Regions from separate parts of the Sus scrofa genome. Here region 1 is linked to region 2. Evidence: chromatin contacts called from public HiChIP or PLAC-seq data. All regions are on one chromosome and are shown on one strand. The core of a region is the stretch at or near the end of the contact, and the rest is flanking DNA. Distances in the headings are between cores, read along the strand shown.

Region 1 (5,174 bases), core at 2,121-4,620, 1.1 Mb before region 2:
TTTCAAAGACTGTTGTTTGTTTTGTTTTTTGTGGCATGCAGAAGTTCCAGGGCCAGGGGCCGAATCCATGCAACAGCAGGGACCGAATCCTGGGCCACAAGAGTGACAATGCCAAATCTTTAACCTACTAGACTACTAGGGAATTGCAAGCCTACTTTTTAATTTGTCTCAAAATATAATTCTTAAAAGTAATTGTGAACATGTTCATCTGGCATAGGCACCCAAATGTAATTTTACAGAAGCAATATTTATTTTATCAATAAAACTTATGGGGAGAAGAGTTTTGCAGGGCTATTAAAGGCTGTGAGATTGTCTGATTTACCATCTTTTGTCTTCAGCATTTTTCCTCTGCTTCTCATTTGTTTTGCTGCTTCCTCAGAAAGATTTCCATGAACGACAGAAATGCTCACCCCAGCCTTTTCAAAAACATGCCCGTCTTGAAGTACACAGCTGATGCCACCACCTCCTGTTTATAGCAATGTAAAATGAGGAGAGAATGTAAGGGTACATGAAAAATTAAAAACAACTGTTACATGAAGGTGGGATTAGGAGTTATTTCCCCCCTCTATTTTCCAAATCTTCCACAATACCAGTATATTTATAATTTTTAAGTACAATAAAATTAGATAACCAGCTTAGCTCTGACAGTTGCTACTGACAGCAGGTGAATATTTTAACACCCTACTCCACCATTTTGTCTACACCCTTATGTCATCATCTAAAATCAATCACTGGAAAAGTTTACCTTCAAATAACACTGTCCAGAATGGCATTGACTGGATAAGAGAAAAAGTTAAGATTAAAAACAGGAATGAGGAGTTCCCGTCATGGCTTAGTAGCTAACGAATCCAACTAGGAACCATGAGGTTTCAGTTCAATCCCTGGCCTTGCTCAGTGGGTTAAGGATCCGGCGTTGCCATGAGCTGTGGTGTAGGTCACAGATACTGTTCGGATCTGGCGTTGCTGTGGCTCTGGCGTAGGTCGGTGGCAACAGCTCCGATTAAACCCCTTGCCTGGGAACCTCCATATGCCATGTGTGAGGCCCTAAAAAAAAGTCAAATAAATAAATAAATAAAATAAAAACAGGAATGAGTATATCTGAAGGGAGTTTTGTTTTTACCAAATTTAGGAGCACCATATTGTTTCAAATGTTTTTTTTTTTTTCTCAGTGTGCTCCTTTGCCTTTTAATTTTGTTTACAGGTAATTAAAAAACAGTAAATATTTGAATGCTTAAGGGGTTCAGAAGCTTAAACTGAGTGAGACACACATTAACATTTAAGTATCTGCACTTTAGATGATTGTTTGTTTTTTAAGACATTAGAGTTAGCACAAGAGCAGTTGTTTCATGAAACTTCATGTCTGGCTTATTTTATTTCTAAGAATTTTTAGAGCTGGATGGGACATAAGATGATCCAGTACAACACCTGTATATTTCAAATGAGAAAACAGGCACCAAAAAGCAAAACACCTCCAAAAACACACAGCTAGCAAGTGGCCCAAACTATTGTCTCAATGCATTCTAAGTGTCAAACAATTTTCAGTACTTCACATATATTCATCTTATTTTATTCCTAGAATACATTTATGCATTATTCATAATCTCATTTCATAGATGAGGAAACAGGCACAAAAAAAGTAACTGCTGAAGGTCACACAGCTAGTCTAGTATTTACAGTTGTGAATTGGTTCAACAGTCTTAAAAATATTACAAAATGGAAAACCAGATTTAATTTCATTTAAAATAAATGTTTGGGGAGTTCCCATTGTGGCTCAGCATTAACAAACCCAACTAGTATCCATGAAGATGCGGGTTCAATCTCTGGCCTTGCTCAGTGGGTTAAGGATCCGGCATTGCCATGAGCTGTGGGGTAGGTTGAAGACTCGGGTCAGATTCCACATTGCTGCAGCTGAGGTGTAAACCAGCAGTGGCAGCTCCGATTCAACCTCTAGCCTGGGAACCTCCATATGCCACAGGTGCAGCCCTAAAAAGCAAAAAAAAATAAAATAATAAAATAAATGTGGCATATCACAGCCCAAAATCAGCTAATGAGAAGTTGTTGTTAGTATTCCCAGGTAAGAAGAATCAGAAATACTTTAAATTTATGACCAAGATGTAGGGTTCCACTGCATAGGCAATAACATGGTCATGAATATAGGACTCTGTAAAAACTTGGTTTTAATACTGAAGTATTTTGCCAGTGGAGGTAAAGATTTTCCTGGCAGGCAATCTGATGGCGCATCTGGCAGAACTACTGACAAGCTGAATCAAATACTTCTTGCACAACCTGGGGAAAGGACATAAGGACACAGTAACTCCCTCAGCTGGAGGAGACCAGAGACCGGCTTACACTTAGTAAAGAGGAGCTAGCTTTTTTTTTTTTTTTCCCAGCTCCAAAGGAGATAGGGTAAACGCACCCAGAGAAGCAGATGAAATGTGAAAAAAAATCTATGCTCAATTACAACCTAGGACATCCAAGTTTGTTGGCTAAAAGCGACCTACTGATTTCTACGGAAAATGCCATTATAAAATTGAGAAGATTTAAAAAATGTCCAGTACTAGAGTGACAGCCGATCTAGGTCCACAAATCCAAGCTGAGGGCTGATGACCCTGTCAGTGTCAGTCTTTTTAACTGTGTCCCTTTTAACCCAGCAAAGGCTGTTACAGGTACCCTTTCCTTACTTCCATCCCCTATTCTGAGTCATTTACTACCAGCCTGACCTCTTTTCCCTATCTCCACCTCCCTCTAGGGGCCGACCTCCTCACCTTCTTTCCTCTCCCACCGATCCACAGAGAAGCGGGCACCCCCATCCACCTGTGCCAACGCCTGGCACACCTGGGCCTGGGTCTCCAGTATCAACAGCTCCATCTTGGTTTTCATGTCCTCCGGCCTAGTCCGCAGCTCGCTCAGGTCAGTCACAGGCGGGGCCATGAAGCAGCTGCAGCGGCGGGCTAGTTCGTCGTCGTCTTCCTCCGGTTTCCCGGGCAAGGTGCTCGGCGTCCCCGAGCTCTTGCGCACCATCTCCGCACGCTCCACCTGCCCGAAGGCGGCAGCGGCCAGCCCTGCCAGCCCCGCTAGCCCCGCCGCCACCCCGGTCCTCAGCCGGGGGCTGCCTCCCGTCGTGGGGCCGTGCCCCAGCCCGCGGCTCTGCTGGGGGCAAGTGGTGCCAGGCGGCCGGCAGAGGCGTCCCACAGCATAGCGCCGGGACCAAGCGCTTAGCTCTCCGCAGCCGGCACGCGCCGCACGCCAGCAGGGGCCCGCGCTCAGCCCGCCCAAGTGCATAGCCCCGCTCCCGCGCTGTCACCCCGGACAGTGCCCGCCTCCCAGAGAGCGGCCCTTGTGCTCCCTGGGGTCCTAAAGAGCGAGCAGCGCCGGGTGAAGGAACTTTTGCGGGAGAAGAGCTACTACCGGGTCGGCTTGCCAGCGGCAGGCGGGAGGCGGGGGATGCCGGGAGCTGTAGTTCTGTCTCCTATCGCCGCCTGCAGGGGCGCACCCGGGAGATAAAAGAATCCACCGCCGCCAGAAGGGCGGGTCCCACGGGAAGAGAACCGGGTGGCGGTGGTAGGAGAGGGCCGTGGAAGCGCTGGAAGAGATAAAAGAAGCCTTCTTGTCACGTACAACCTCTGGTCTGTGGTTCAGCCAGCCACAGGGAGAAGGCAAAGTAGGGCTGGACGGACTGAGGACTAACCTGGGCAGAAATATGCCCAGAGACTCCTGCCCTGACTTACAACTTTTAAACAGCATTGCAAATTCTGGTTCTTTTTATGTATAGAAGGTCCCGGATCCAGTCCTCTAAATCTTCTAAAATTGGTAGGATTGGTGGGGGCGGAGCCTGGGAAACTCCTAACCTATGGGCTAGTTTTTCAAAGGAGTCAGAAAAGCTAATGAAAATGGTCCTAAGAAAATCCTAGGAAAAGATTTTCTGCGATCAACACCATAGCACATTTCTATCATTAAAATCTTCCCAGGCCTTGCTCCTACAGTGTACAATTGATTGTTCTAGCAATAGGAAAAGCAAAAGTGTTTTTCTAAACCAGCATAAAACTCATGACCTGTTGTATTTGGGTGATCGAGGAATAAGAAACTTTAAAATATTTATCATCCTGCAGTTGTAGGGTGCTGCCAAATATATCTCACGTTTAATACTCCCAATAACTCCTGTAAACTAGGCAGGACACACTCCTCCTTATTCCCCAAAACACATGAGCGCAGGCGCGCGCGCACACGCACGCGCACACACACACACACATGCTTTTAAAGAAATGAGAAACGAAGCTAACATAGATTTCATAGTTGTTGTTGTTTTTTTCCCCTGTAACCGTACCACAGTTCCATGTTGTCTGCATATGAGTGTAAGAACAATTGTCATGGGCTCCTTTGTCCCTTAAATCTCCAGGATGATTTTCATTTCAAGCAGCAGATAATTATTTAAGCCACCAGTGGTAGTTTCTACAAGCTTTTTCTTAGTGGCTAGATGTAATTATGGAACTTCCATGGCTACATGTTTGACCAGTTGTTTAGGGCAGTGTATTTTATCCAATTACAGCAGCATCTGGCAGCTCTCACATGGGAGCAGAGTGTTAGCTGGGTGGGCAAGCCTAACTCTCTAGAGATTCAGTAAATGGTAAAAGCTTAGATTAAGAAGTGATTAAACTGCTTTGGAGGATGCTTTACCTGTGAGACTGAGTTGGCAAAGGAAATATAAAAACTACCATTCTAGAATGTGGCCACTGCAAGGAATGTGGGGACTGAGTGAGCACTAAGAGGGGACCAAACCCAGCCCAGAAGCCTGGCAGTTCCTTTGGCAGGGGAGACACCAGAACTGAGCAACCTGGAGAAGGTTCAGCCTTCAACAAAGTGAGGGAGGGTCTGGGAGTTCTTTGGGAGAGGAATAAAGAAACATTAAGTAGGGGAAGAAAAAGGAGTTCCCTTTGTGACTCAAGGGGCTGAGAACCTGATATAGTGTCTGTGAGGATGTGAGTTGGATCCCTGGCCTCCCTCGGTAGTTAAGTATCCGTCATTGCCACAAGCAACATAGGCTATAGATGTGGCTCAGATATCTTGTTACTGTGGCTGTGGCATAGGCCAGCAGCTGTAGCTGTGATTTGACCCCTGGTCTAGGAACTTCCATATGCTGCAGAGGCGACTGAAGAAAGAGAAAAGGAAGGAAGGAA
Region 2 (4,593 bases), core at 962-3,461:
AAGAAACAGAAAATTTTTTTCTCAGAAAAAAGTGAAATCACTGAAAAATAGACCAAAGAAACTAGAAATTTCTGGAAGCTTACCCATGAAGGGCTAGGTATTTGAAATCCTATCAGAACTTTATAGTTTGGTTGTGGGCACCCCTTTGCAAGGAAAAACATATACTAATATCGACTAATATTCGTATAAGAAAAACACATTCACAGTGAGTGAATTCTTATAAAGTGAAAGCCAAAGGCACAGTAAGGCCAATGGTTTCAGACCAGATCACTCACTCATCACTCAGCTTCCTTTCTTCAGTGAGTCAAATAATTGAAAGGAACTTTCTTTGCCATTTTTCAGACACAAATCGCCTGTTATTATGAGAAACTGGTTCCACAGTTGCTGATACATCAAAGAATAATGGGACATTCATTCCTAGAGTTAAAAAAGAAAGGATATCAAAATCTTCTTGATTTTATGCTTTTCTGAAAAAATGCTTATGATAAAATTATATGTATTAAAAAACATATTCCTCATCCCCCCAAAATACATACTACACATCACAGAGATCGTCTGGAGTAAATATTAAGTTTCTTTTTCTAAGCTTAAGGCCTGTCTAAGAAATTAACACAGTAACATTTGATTTTAAGGAAAATAGAACAGTGCATGCATTTCTCTTGTCATCTATAAAATAGGAATGAGAGTAGTCGCTCACGAAACTGTTTAAGATTTAAATCAACTAATAATAGGTGTAAAATGCTTAGTATAGTTCCTGGTACATAGTTAACATTCAATAAGTGTCAGATAATTCTTGTAGAGGTAATATTATTATCTAAAATATGATAACACCTCCACACTCTCCCTTCTCCTCAATCAAATCGAAGGCTTAAGATTCCCCTCACTGTTTCATGGGCCCCCACCCTTGTACATGCTGATCCCTCTTTCCAAATGTTCTTTCCCTACTTCTCCTGGTGAACTCATATCCATCAGCCACCTCAGCCCTGTGCCTGACTTACTTGCACTCACCCATTTCCCAGGTTAACATGCCTCTTCTAGCAAATGAGACATGAGTTTTCCACTTGATTCTTCCCTCACTTCCAACACACACACACACACACACACAAACACACACACACACATACACACTGAACATAAAAATGCATCACACTCTATGCATCACACACACATTTTTGTATCCCTATAGAAATGTCTATTGAAATAAATGAGCCAACACCTGTATAAATAAGTGATTTTTTTCTTCTTTGTAAGTAGTTATGAGGTTAGAATGTTATCTAGTGGCCTCAGTTTTAAAGAGGAAGAGGGTGAACAGTGTAGTGGGAAAAGCTGGGGGATACAACTTGGCAGCCTTGGAACCTGGGTTCTACCACAAGACTCACCCTGTGGTCTTCAGTGAGTCATTCAATTCTCTGGACTCACTCGCCTTCTTAGCAAAATGAGTGAATTAGGCAAAATATTCTCTGAACACCCACCCAATGCCAGCATTTATATGATGCTAAACATTGGTCCATCTCAGTGGTTCTCAAACTTTAGCAGGGGTCAGGATCATCAGGTGGGCTTGTGAAAACACCAGTTCCCAGTCAGCAGGTCAGGTCTGAGATGGGCCCAAGAATTTGCTTTTTTAACAAGTTCCTGGTTGATATGAGGCTACTGGGAAGGGGGTGGGGGAGTTACCAAACTTTGAGAATCACTGATTAATCTTCTTAACAGATGATATCCTGCCACTGTCTTGTTGCCATCTGGCAGAGAGCAAATTCACAGTAGGATGGAGGCAGGGAAACCCAGGCCTCAGTGAAGCTACTGTCCACTAAAAAAAATATGCACAACCTAAAAGTTGAGGGTTATGTTTTATTCAGTGAATTAAACTGAGGACTTAGCCAGGTAGGCAGCATCTCAAGTAACCCTGAGAAAACTGCTCGGAGGAGACGAAGGGGGGCCTGGATATATAGGGGTCTTGTAACAAAGAGCAGGCAGTAGGAACAAAAGATTACTGTTAATAACAGAAAACCAGATATCTCAAGTTAAGGAATTTAGCACTTTTCTATGAGAAGATGCAAAGGTCTGGGCTCACTGAAATCATTCCTTTGCTATGTACCTCAACTCTCTGGGCCAATATCCTGTGTTTTCACATCCTTAGTTTCCTCAGGGTGCACCTTAAAGAGTAGCGGCAAGTCTGATGGCTGCTAGAGGGCCAGTATTCTTTGTTTCCTTCCTAAGTTCCCTCAGGAATCACAGGCTAGAGATGGCTACAATCACTCATGACTGTGACATTCATTGTTTACTGACAGGGCAGGCAATTTTTTATTTCTCACTTCCATCAGGAAGATTGGGTGTCTAGGGGTGAGTCCCAAGAGTGGCCACAGAAGGCAGACTGTGCTGACCCAAAATAGTTCTTTTAAAGGCCCACCTTGTGGGAAATGGACTGCCTGAGTTACAGTGCTGCAGAGCCCTGAAAAATTTAAGGGTCGGGCCTTCTGTTAAAGCCTTCTGCTTCTGAAGTCACAGTGGATCACAATTGCCATCTAGTGACCACTTGGAGTTACTGCCTCTAGAGTCTACAAAAAGAAATGATGCTTTCATTTGGAAACTACTTTTTTTTTTACAAAACTGTTCAAGATGAGAACTTCTAAGAACAAGTTTTCATGTACTCTGGGCTTATATATGTGTGTACTTAGGTTCTATGGAAATAAACAGGCATGTATCACGTGCTAGGCACTGTTCTAATACTTAATTTATATTCAGGTATTCACAGCAACCCGATGAGATATATTATTATGCCCACTTTCTAGACAGGAAATGTAACTACAGATGTACAGTGAAACTTGCCTGAGGTTGCCCATCCAGGAGCGTGGTAGAGCTGTCATTGAGCCTAAACAGCTTCTGGAGATATTACTCTAGCCAGCTTCTCTCATGTAAGCAATCTAATAATTGGTACACACGCAGTAGTCCCAGCTTTACCATGTTTTTCTTTTCAACAGTTTTAGTTACTCAGATTTAACCACTATCTGAAAACATTAAAAGGAAAATTCCAGAAATAAACAATTCATAAGTTTTAAATTGTGTGCTGTTCCAAGTAGCATGATAAAGTCTCTTGCCCTCTCACTCCAACCTGCTCAGGACATTAATCATCCCTTTGTCCCATCTGCTAGTCACTTAGGAGCCATCTAGATTATTAGATGGACTGTGGCACTATCTCCGTGCTGTGTCCAAGTAACGCTCACTTTACCAAATAGTGACCTCAAAACCACAGAGTAGTGATGCTAGCCATTCCAATATTTCAAATGGAAACCATAAAGTGCTTCTTTTAAGTGAAAAAGTGAAAGCTCTTGAGTTAATCAGGAAAGAAAAATATCATGTGCTGAGGTTGCTGAGATCTGTGTTTTTACAGCAAATCTTCTATAAATGAAATTGTGAAAGAAAAAGAAACCCATGTTAGTTTGGCTGGCATACCTCAAACAACAAAAATTATGGCTGCAATATGTGATAAGTACTTAATGAAGATGGAAAAGGCATTCACTTTGTACAAAAAGATATTTTGGGAGGAGTTCCTATTGTGGCTCAGTGGTTAATGAATCTGACTAGGAACCAAGAGATTGCAGGTTTGAACCCTGGCTCGCTCAGTGGAATCTGACGTTGCTGTGAGCTGTGGTGTAGGTCGTAGATGTGGCTTGGATCCTGCATTGATTCAGCTCCAATTAGACCCCTAGCCTGGGAACCTCCATATGCTGTGGGTGTGGCCCTAAAAAAGACAAAAAAAAAAAAAAAAGATATTTTGAGAGACCACATTCACATAACTTCCATTACAGTATATTGTTATAATTGTTCTCTTTTATTGTCGTTGATGTTAATCTTTTACCTGTGATAATTTATTAATTAAACCTTATCAAAAGTATGTAAGTATAGGAAAAAATATAGTGTATGTAGGGTTTGGTACATTCACTGAGGTCTTGGAAAGTATCCCCCCCAGGTAAAGAAGAACTACTATCAATAGTTATCAGATATGAGTCTGGAGATTTTTATAAAATATGTACGGAGGCAATGAATTTTTCTATGATTTTTTTCAAATGATATCAGCTCATGGTAATAACTAAAGAAATGTTTCTACCTTCAAAGACATCATCAATGGAAAGAGCACCATCTTGGAGTAAACTTACAACTTACTGTGCAACTTTGGGCAGGTTGCTTATCCTCTCTGGACCTGCCTTTTTTCATCCCTCAAGTCAAAAAAATTAAAATGTAGTTTACATGGCATGAAGTTCTTTAAAGCCAGATTAAATTTTTGAATAACTGCTCAAATTATCTAGTGAATGTGGTCACAGGAGCAAGTAGGGAGATAATGGGCAATAAGCATATTGGTTTTTCTCAAATTGTCCTGCACATGGAAAAGGAGACAGAACAACAGATTTGACCTCCTGGTCTATTATGCAGAAGTGTTCGTGACAGTAACAACACTCACGGCATATGAGCTCTTCCATAAAGAGCCCAACCAGGGAGATCTATGTTTCACTTCTCTTCCTGGATTCTGCACTTGAACTGTGCCCAGACCTCTGCTCCTTTGCATGTTCCTTCCTTCCAAGAGTCCTCACCAAAGGA

What was found. HiChIP or PLAC-seq counts read pairs in DNA pulled down with a chosen protein or histone mark.
Region 1: a contact with region 2 is called in an H3K27ac HiChIP or PLAC-seq map of skeletal muscle, with 6 times the contacts expected there. The contact joins the promoter of CPOX here to the enhancer-like site in region 2. A contact is called at or near these places in 2 of 5 promoter capture datasets (fetal skeletal muscle and liver), 5 of 47 Hi-C or Micro-C datasets (alveolar macrophages, embryonic fibroblasts, epiblast stem cells and 2 more) and 1 of 2 datasets of contacts at active chromatin or transcription factors (skeletal muscle).

Annotation. Positions count from the first base shown.
Region 1 is chr13:160,330,632-160,335,805 of Sscrofa11.1, reverse strand. CPOX (coproporphyrinogen oxidase) reads right to left here and starts at 3,370. Exons shown (of 7, transcript NM_001243844.1): 1 at 2,766-3,370; 2 at 323-466. The coding sequence starts at 3,282.
Region 2 is chr13:159,267,244-159,271,836 of Sscrofa11.1, reverse strand. The region is part of intron 2 of COL8A1 (collagen alpha-1(VIII) chain); the gene reads left to right. Among named protein-coding and RNA genes, the nearest start is that of CMSS1, 77 kb to the right of the region's middle. Within about 2 kb of position 2,211, at least 9 of the 83 cell types and tissues checked have an H3K27ac peak or open chromatin away from gene starts, as enhancers often do. A contact at or near this core is called in skeletal muscle, where this site is marked.